2 separate regions of the Zea mays genome follow, and region 2 is linked to region 1. A link is a contact called in public Hi-C data. All regions are on one chromosome and are shown on one strand. Each heading gives the region's core, a stretch centred on a gene start, on an enhancer-like site or on the middle of the called end of the contact. The rest is flanking DNA. Distances are from core to core; before and after follow the strand shown. Region 1 holds the start of LOC100279089. Region 2 holds the start of LOC606479 (protein disulfide isomerase 8).

Region 1 (3,412 bases), core at 504-3,003:
AACAATAGTATTATAAATTTATAATGTGTAGAAACAAGACGCCAGCCGTCCCATGCAACGCAAAACGGCAGCGCAGTGCGTACGCGACACACACAGGCCCGTCTCAAAACCGGCCGGGGTCACTGTGTGGTGGTGGTGGTGGGCGGGCGTTCGGTCCGGCGTCAACCTCAGAGCCCTCTCTTTAAATTTTGCCTCCCCCGGTCGCGTTGGATCCATCATCCGTTCCCGATCGTCCGCGCTGACGTCGACGCGCGCCACGATTAATCAAGCTGACAGACGTACTGAAGCTGCGCTGGCTGCTCTCTGTTTGGAGGATCATCATCATCAAACGAATGCATGATGAAGGCCGGAGGAGGCTGAGCTTATATTAGCGAGTAGTTGACCCGAGCCCGCTGCTGCACTGCCCACGCGCGCACGGGTGCAGGAAGAGCGGAGGACACATACGGTTTGCTCAAGGAGAGCCGCCTTTGACTCCCATCCCATGGCTGATCATATCGTCGACAATAATGTGCTCGCGAATGCGATAGTGATTCTGTACCTGCTGCAGAGTGCAGACTACGCACGATGCACCGCGTTGTGATAGTGATCCGGTACCCGTAGACAATCAAGCAGCCGAGCGTGACGACCGGACCGACCGAGTTCATGCCAGGAGCGGAATAATGGAACGAGCTGCATGCATTACGGGATCCTAAATTCTTTGGGATTTCGCTGCCATTTTCCGCAGAGAACAGTGCCCGTAGCAAGTCCGGTACGTACCACGTGAGTGAGTAAGATTGCGGCTGCCTTTCCGGCCGCACCACCGACTTGCATGCTTGCCGTGCCGGAGAGAAGAGTAGCACTGTACATAGCGGCCTCACGTGATCCCATGCGTATCTTCCGTCGCAACATCAAGGGCAAGGCGCGGTCAGGTGGATCCAGTGATTTCTCTTCCCTGCAACTTGCGGCAAGGACACGAAACATTAAGCGTGTGTTTGGTTGACTGTCCCAGATGCCACAGACGAAGGTTAGACATGCTCAATTTTCGTAGGTAAGTGTTTAGTTTATGTCTAATATTAGAAGGTCATTCCTAATATTAACGTAATGTTAACCCGGTAACACTCATTGTAGTTAGGAGGGCCCCTGCAACGCTTTCGTGCCCTTTCAAAATAGTAGTTGTTTTATCTCTTAGTTTTTTATGTCCATATTTAAATAGTAGTATGGTGCATTGGTGCACTATCATTTCCTGAGCGGCTCATATCAATCTTTTTATGAGGTGTTTGGTTTGATGAATCACTCTATCCAAAATAAAGTGGTGCATCATGGATCCATTGCTCAAATTTGGTGGAATGACTTCATTCCACATATTAGTACTAAATAAACTAACTATGAGAAATGAGGTGGTGATGGATTAACTCACTCCATTCTACAAACCAAACAAAAAAAGTAAGGAGTAGAAAGATAATGAACTACATCATTCCTCAAACCAAACACTCCGTTAGTTTTTTAAGACCACTGCCCCCAAACCACATCTGTTGGAGTCGTCTGGACAAAAGTTTGGGGGGAATCTTCCAATCCATGCACACCTCAGGGCGCACACCTCACCACCACACCATTAATAAATAATAACTGCAAACAAAGGCCACCATCCGTTGCCCCCTCTACCCCTCCTCCTCCCTCCATCTCTTCTCGATAGCTTCTCAGTGCCGTCTGCCGTGGCTCATTCCCAACCTTCCCCAGCCAGCATAAAACAAGCGAAGAGCCACCCTAAACCACCTACTAGAGCAAATACTCTCAAGTCCCAACTAACCAAAACTGGGAGGAAGAGAAAAGCTGCAGACACGGTCTCTCTCTCACCCTTCACCGCTTCACGTAGCAGCAAGAAAAAGAAAGAAAATAAAAAGAGAGAGAGAGACAGAGATGGCTTGCACCTTGAAACTCCAAAACCCACCATGAAAAAAGACCTTCTCTGGCCCCTGACCCTGAGAGAGAGTTGCTGTTGCTGCCATTCGGTCGGTGCCTCCTTTTCGGTACGCCGCTGGTATGTGGTATCACTGGTATGGTTGTTCTCCCATCCCAAGGCGACGAGGGAATAGGAAGCTAGAAAGTTCGTCTGCAGTCTGCACCTTTGCCCATGGCCTAGGCGCCTAGCTCAGGCCGTAGCTCAGCGTCCGTCCATGGGCCAGGGAGTCTGAAACCTTGCTTGCCTTGCCTGCCCGCTCCTCTCACTTCTCTCTCTCCTCCTCGCTCGTGTCCCCGGCGTTCTGCTGGTCCCTGGGGACTGGAGAGCGAAGGTCTGTCTCCTTTGCGCCTGCTCTGCTTCTTCAATGCTGGGCGTCGGTGGCTTGGGCTCGGGCTCGGGCATGGAACCAGGTACCAGCTGCGGTGCTCTGCTCAGAGAGCTTCAGGTACTCGTCTTGCTTTAGAAACTCGTTTTTTTTTGCCATATTTATCCCGCGTGCTTGCTAAATGCCACTGCTAGCTTCGTGTTCCGAGATTCCCTCGTGGTGCTTCGTTAACCCGTCCTCTTGGCGCGTGTTCAGGTTTTGTCCCGTTTAACTGGGTGAAAAAATTGCAATTCTACAGATTTTATCGCCAAATTTCTTTTTTTTGGGTTTCTTCAGTTCTTAGTTGCCTAGAACCTCTGTGTTTGGTTTTTGTCATTTGTTTCTTCAGTCCAAATAAATACAGATAAAATGACACTGGCAGCTTCAGAGCTGTGTGTTCCATGGTTTCTTCAGCTGTTTAGTTTTTTTTTCCCATGGTTGCAGAGAAGTTAAAAGAAAAGAAAAAAAAAATCCGCCCCTTGAGTTATGCAAGGCGATTTTCTCTGTATTCTCTCCTTTTCCGGGCGGTGAACTGCTCTGCTCGGCAGGCGAATTCCCTGATGCAGTGCAGTAGCTTTATTGTGGACGGCTCTCCTTTTTTTCCACCTTTATGGTTCTTGTCTTCTTGAGCAATCGAAAAGGCTATTCCGGCTGGCTCTGCTAGCGCAAGCAGGCAGTTAAGATGGGACAATAGCAACTCTTTTTAACCTAATTGAGCTTTACCGTTTACCTTTACAAATTAATATTGCTATTATTGGTCAGATAGTTCATGAGTTAGGCCAGACTAACCAAAATGTACTCTGAAACTGCATGTGTCCTTTTTATCTGTATTTAATAATCCAAGTAATAATACTATTCTAGTGTTTGCTCATTAACTCGTGCAATGCTGGTTCTTGCGATCAGCAAATCTGGGCAGAAGTAGGGGAAAGTGAGGGCGAGAAGAACAAGGCGTTGCTGGACATCGAAAGAGAGTGCCTGGAAGTCTACCGCAGGAAGGTGGACGATGCCAATCGGACTAGGGTCCAGCTGCACCAGTCAGTGGCTGCCAAAGAAGCTGAGGTTGCATCTCTGATGGCAACCCTTGGGGAGCACAAGCTGTACTTGAAGGT
Region 2 (3,412 bases), core at 487-2,986, 160 kb before region 1:
CATATTGCATGGGCTTTGCGCAAAGCATGAAATGTGTCCAGTAAAAAGATATAGCAAAAGCATAACTGCATGAGTCATACCTACGACCTAGTATATACTCTAAGTGACTGAAATATAGCCAATGAACAAATAGAAGAAAAATAAAGGCCATCTAAGTAGCATCTGATGCAACAAACCTGTGACAGAGCAAACTCTACAATCGGCTTTACATCTCTTGCTCCTTGATAATCAACTGGAGGTTTACCAGGGGAAAACACCTTAATAGTGGGAAATCCCTTGATTCCATATTCCTGTAAAAAATGCATTCAGAATCAACTAAACTGATAGCGGTGCAAGCACAGATCTATGAAAAGTATGCAAGTCAGACCAAATTTGTGGAGAACTATTTGGGGGAAGTGAAACAAAAAACTTATCAGACTCATAGTATAAAAAGAAGATATCCTGATCTGGGGTCACTTGACCAGAATTAGTTTCAATCATATTGTTTACCCTGAGTTTGTCTGTCTTCTTTGCTGTCCCACAGGGCTTATTGCAGCTGACATTAATTTGTTATGAATATTTTATTGTATGTACGTTTTAGAGGCACATTAGCAATAAGTTATCGTCAAAGCATTAACAAAACTCTTAAACATATGCGCTAAAGGATATAAAATTCTAGTCAATGCAAAATTTTCATCAGATTTATCAACAAATTGCCAATTCAACATGCAAGTTCATAACTAACAGTAACTCAAAAGTCAAAACCACTCACAAACTGCTAAATTATAATAGCTTAACTAAAGAAACCAATACGTAAAGTTTGCTATACAGAAGATGGTTTCATTAATAGTAACGGAACAAGAATTTCACCCCTCCCTCCCTCTTAAAATAACTTTCTGTGAAGAATCGCCATATTTCGTTCTCTTGTCATACAACAGTTACGTATGCATAACAAATATGACATGTGCTCCAACCTCCAACTTATGCACAGTGCTAAATTTTAAACAAATACTAAAAAAATTTAGATGCACTGAATGCCAATAAATTTACCATTCCTAGACCTAAACCACCAGATAAGTGTTGCAATGCACTGCTGAGGATCAGAACAAATTAATAAAACCTGTTCCCATCCCTGGTTTAGCATCTATATATGGAATCCAAGTATTGGTGTGACACTGCACATTAGTCTAGGAAATTATCACCTAATGCGACCAAACTACCGTACAATCGTAGGAAGTGATGCCGAGATCACTCCATTGAACAATCAGGTCAACTCGGACGCCCGTGGACGAATTACATGGGAACAAGGTGAATGAGGAGGCACGCTCACCTGCGCGAGCGCCTGGTGCGCATCGGCATCAAGCGCTGCGACCGTGGCAACGCCCTTGAGCACGCCGGCAGCCTTCTCCCAAGCCGGCGCCAGCTGCTTGCAGTGCCCACACCACGGCGCGAAGAATTCAACCAGCACCACGCCGTTCGAGTTCAGCACCTGCACTAAAGCGAAAGGCGGCACACTGATCAGAGAGAACCTAAAATGGAGGCGCCGATCTGGTTGCTGAAGGGGCAGTGGGAGTCGGGCGAGACCTTCGATTTGAAGTTGTTGGGATTGAGCTGGAGGACGGGGGAACCGGCGGAGTAGAGTGCGGCGGCCGGCGAGGCGGCCGCTGCTACTAGGAGGAGCACCGTGACGACGGCGGGACGCATGACGGAGCCGCGAAGCTTCTGGAAACGGGTGGAGGGATCAAACGGCAGTGACGAGACGACTAGCGATCGGGTTTCGCAGTGGTGCTGCGATTTAAGCCTGCATCCTCGCTAAGAGACGGACGCGTGTGCAGACCAATCGATGCCCTCCACGTCTGTGGTTTGTCCACGTCGGAGTGGCTTCTCTTGCTGGCGCGAGGGCATTGGAGTTGGAGATTGGACCATTGGTCCGGACTGCGGCCTCGGAGCATCTTGTTTGGGGTCTGCACAAAATATGGTCCGAAAGCCTTTTTTGTGTGGAGAATATGGTCCGAAAGTCCTTTTGAAAGAAAGGACGCGAAAAACACATGATGGGCCGGATCGAGCTAAATTACCAAGCGGTCGGCAGTCTCAGCCCAGTAATAGGATCCAAAGTCGCAAAATGGATCGTATGTGTCACAAATTATATTAGAAAAAAGTCTAAATTACTCTCTCACCTATAAACAATATTCATATAACCCCATAAAGTAATTTGTAGTTCATTTTACCCCCTCCACCTATTTGAGTTTGATTAATCTACCCTTTAGTAAAATTTATATTTTTATTTTTTATGTACAAAGTGAGTTTTTAGTTCCATTTTTTTAGCTAATGTCATAACTTAGCCTAGAACATTATATTATGATTTTTAAAATTGTTTTGATAGGTTAGCTATCAAATAAGATCATATTTTTAATGGTACAAAACTGAATATGAAATAATGATAAATTTGTTTAAACATATTTTTGTAACGTAGATAATGTCGTGAATCACCTCAAAAAAATATGAACTTGAAATTTAACTTATACGTAGAGAAATGAAAAAGGAGAATCTTATTAGAGGAAAGATTGAGTAAAATGCAACAATGCTCCTCGAATTTGACACGTTGTGTCACTTGGGTCACCGAAATCGAAAAACCAACGGATCCTCTAACTTAGACGACCCATATACACAACCATCCAAAAACGGGTTTGCTCAAACCGGATGTCGACGTGGCGTGGTCTCCAAACTTAGCATGTCCTGTCACTTGGATCCCCAGATTTAATATATTGTGTCATTTGGGTCCCCAAACTTTGATTAGTGTGCTCAACGTAGCACGCCACGTCGGCATCCAGTTTGAGAAAACCTTATTTCAAACGGTTTTATATGGGCTCACTAAGAGTCTGTTTGTTTGGCTGTGAAAAAAGTTGTTGTGGGCTGTGAGCTGTGAAAAAAGCTGTTGTGGGCTATGAGCTGTTAAAAAGCTAAAACCCGTTTGGTGGAAACCACTAAAAGCCGTTAAAAATTCTTCAATTTATGTTTTCACAGTTCCATCCGAAAACCACTAAAAGTAGGTCAGAGGTGCTTTCATTTTTACATTGCGAGAAAGTCGGCTTTTTAAAAAAGCTGCTTCCTGGATCCAGTCATTTGGTTTGGCTTTTAGGAGGCAAAAGCCAAACCAAACACACCCTAAGTTAGAGAACATGTTTTACTAGCTTTTTGAGTTCGAGGATCCAAATGACACTGCATACCAAGTTTGAGGATCGTTACTGCTTACTCGAGGAACATTTGTTAGGGTTCTGCTCCATCCAATCAAGCCCTAGCCTTCTAGATACTCGAACGCAACGTTTCAGAGCTCGATCGCCATTGTTAGGGTTTGATCTCGCGTTTCGAGTTCGTCGTAGCTTTACCTCCACTAAGACCAAGCCCAAAAGCTTCACCATAGTCTAGAATTCCA

What was found. A called contact is a pair of places that touch in the nucleus more often than the background predicts.
Region 2: a Hi-C map of bundle sheath shows a contact between it and region 1, with 2.0 times the contacts expected there. The contact joins the promoter of LOC606479 here to the promoter of LOC100279089 in region 1. A contact is called at or near these places in 7 of 25 Hi-C or Micro-C datasets (bundle sheath, ear, endosperm and 2 more).

What each region holds. Positions count from the first base shown.
Region 1 is chr7:129,643,083-129,646,494 of Zm-B73-REFERENCE-NAM-5.0, reverse strand. LOC100279089 reads left to right here and starts at 1,753. Exons shown (of 12, transcript NM_001350278.1): 1 at 1,753-2,384; 2 at 3,207-3,410. The coding sequence starts at 2,304.
Region 2 is chr7:129,801,912-129,805,323 of Zm-B73-REFERENCE-NAM-5.0, reverse strand. It overlaps LOC606479 (protein disulfide isomerase 8), which reads right to left and starts at 1,736. Exons shown (of 9, transcript NM_001112334.2): 1 at 1,564-1,736; 2 at 1,310-1,468; 3 at 177-290. The coding sequence starts at 1,683.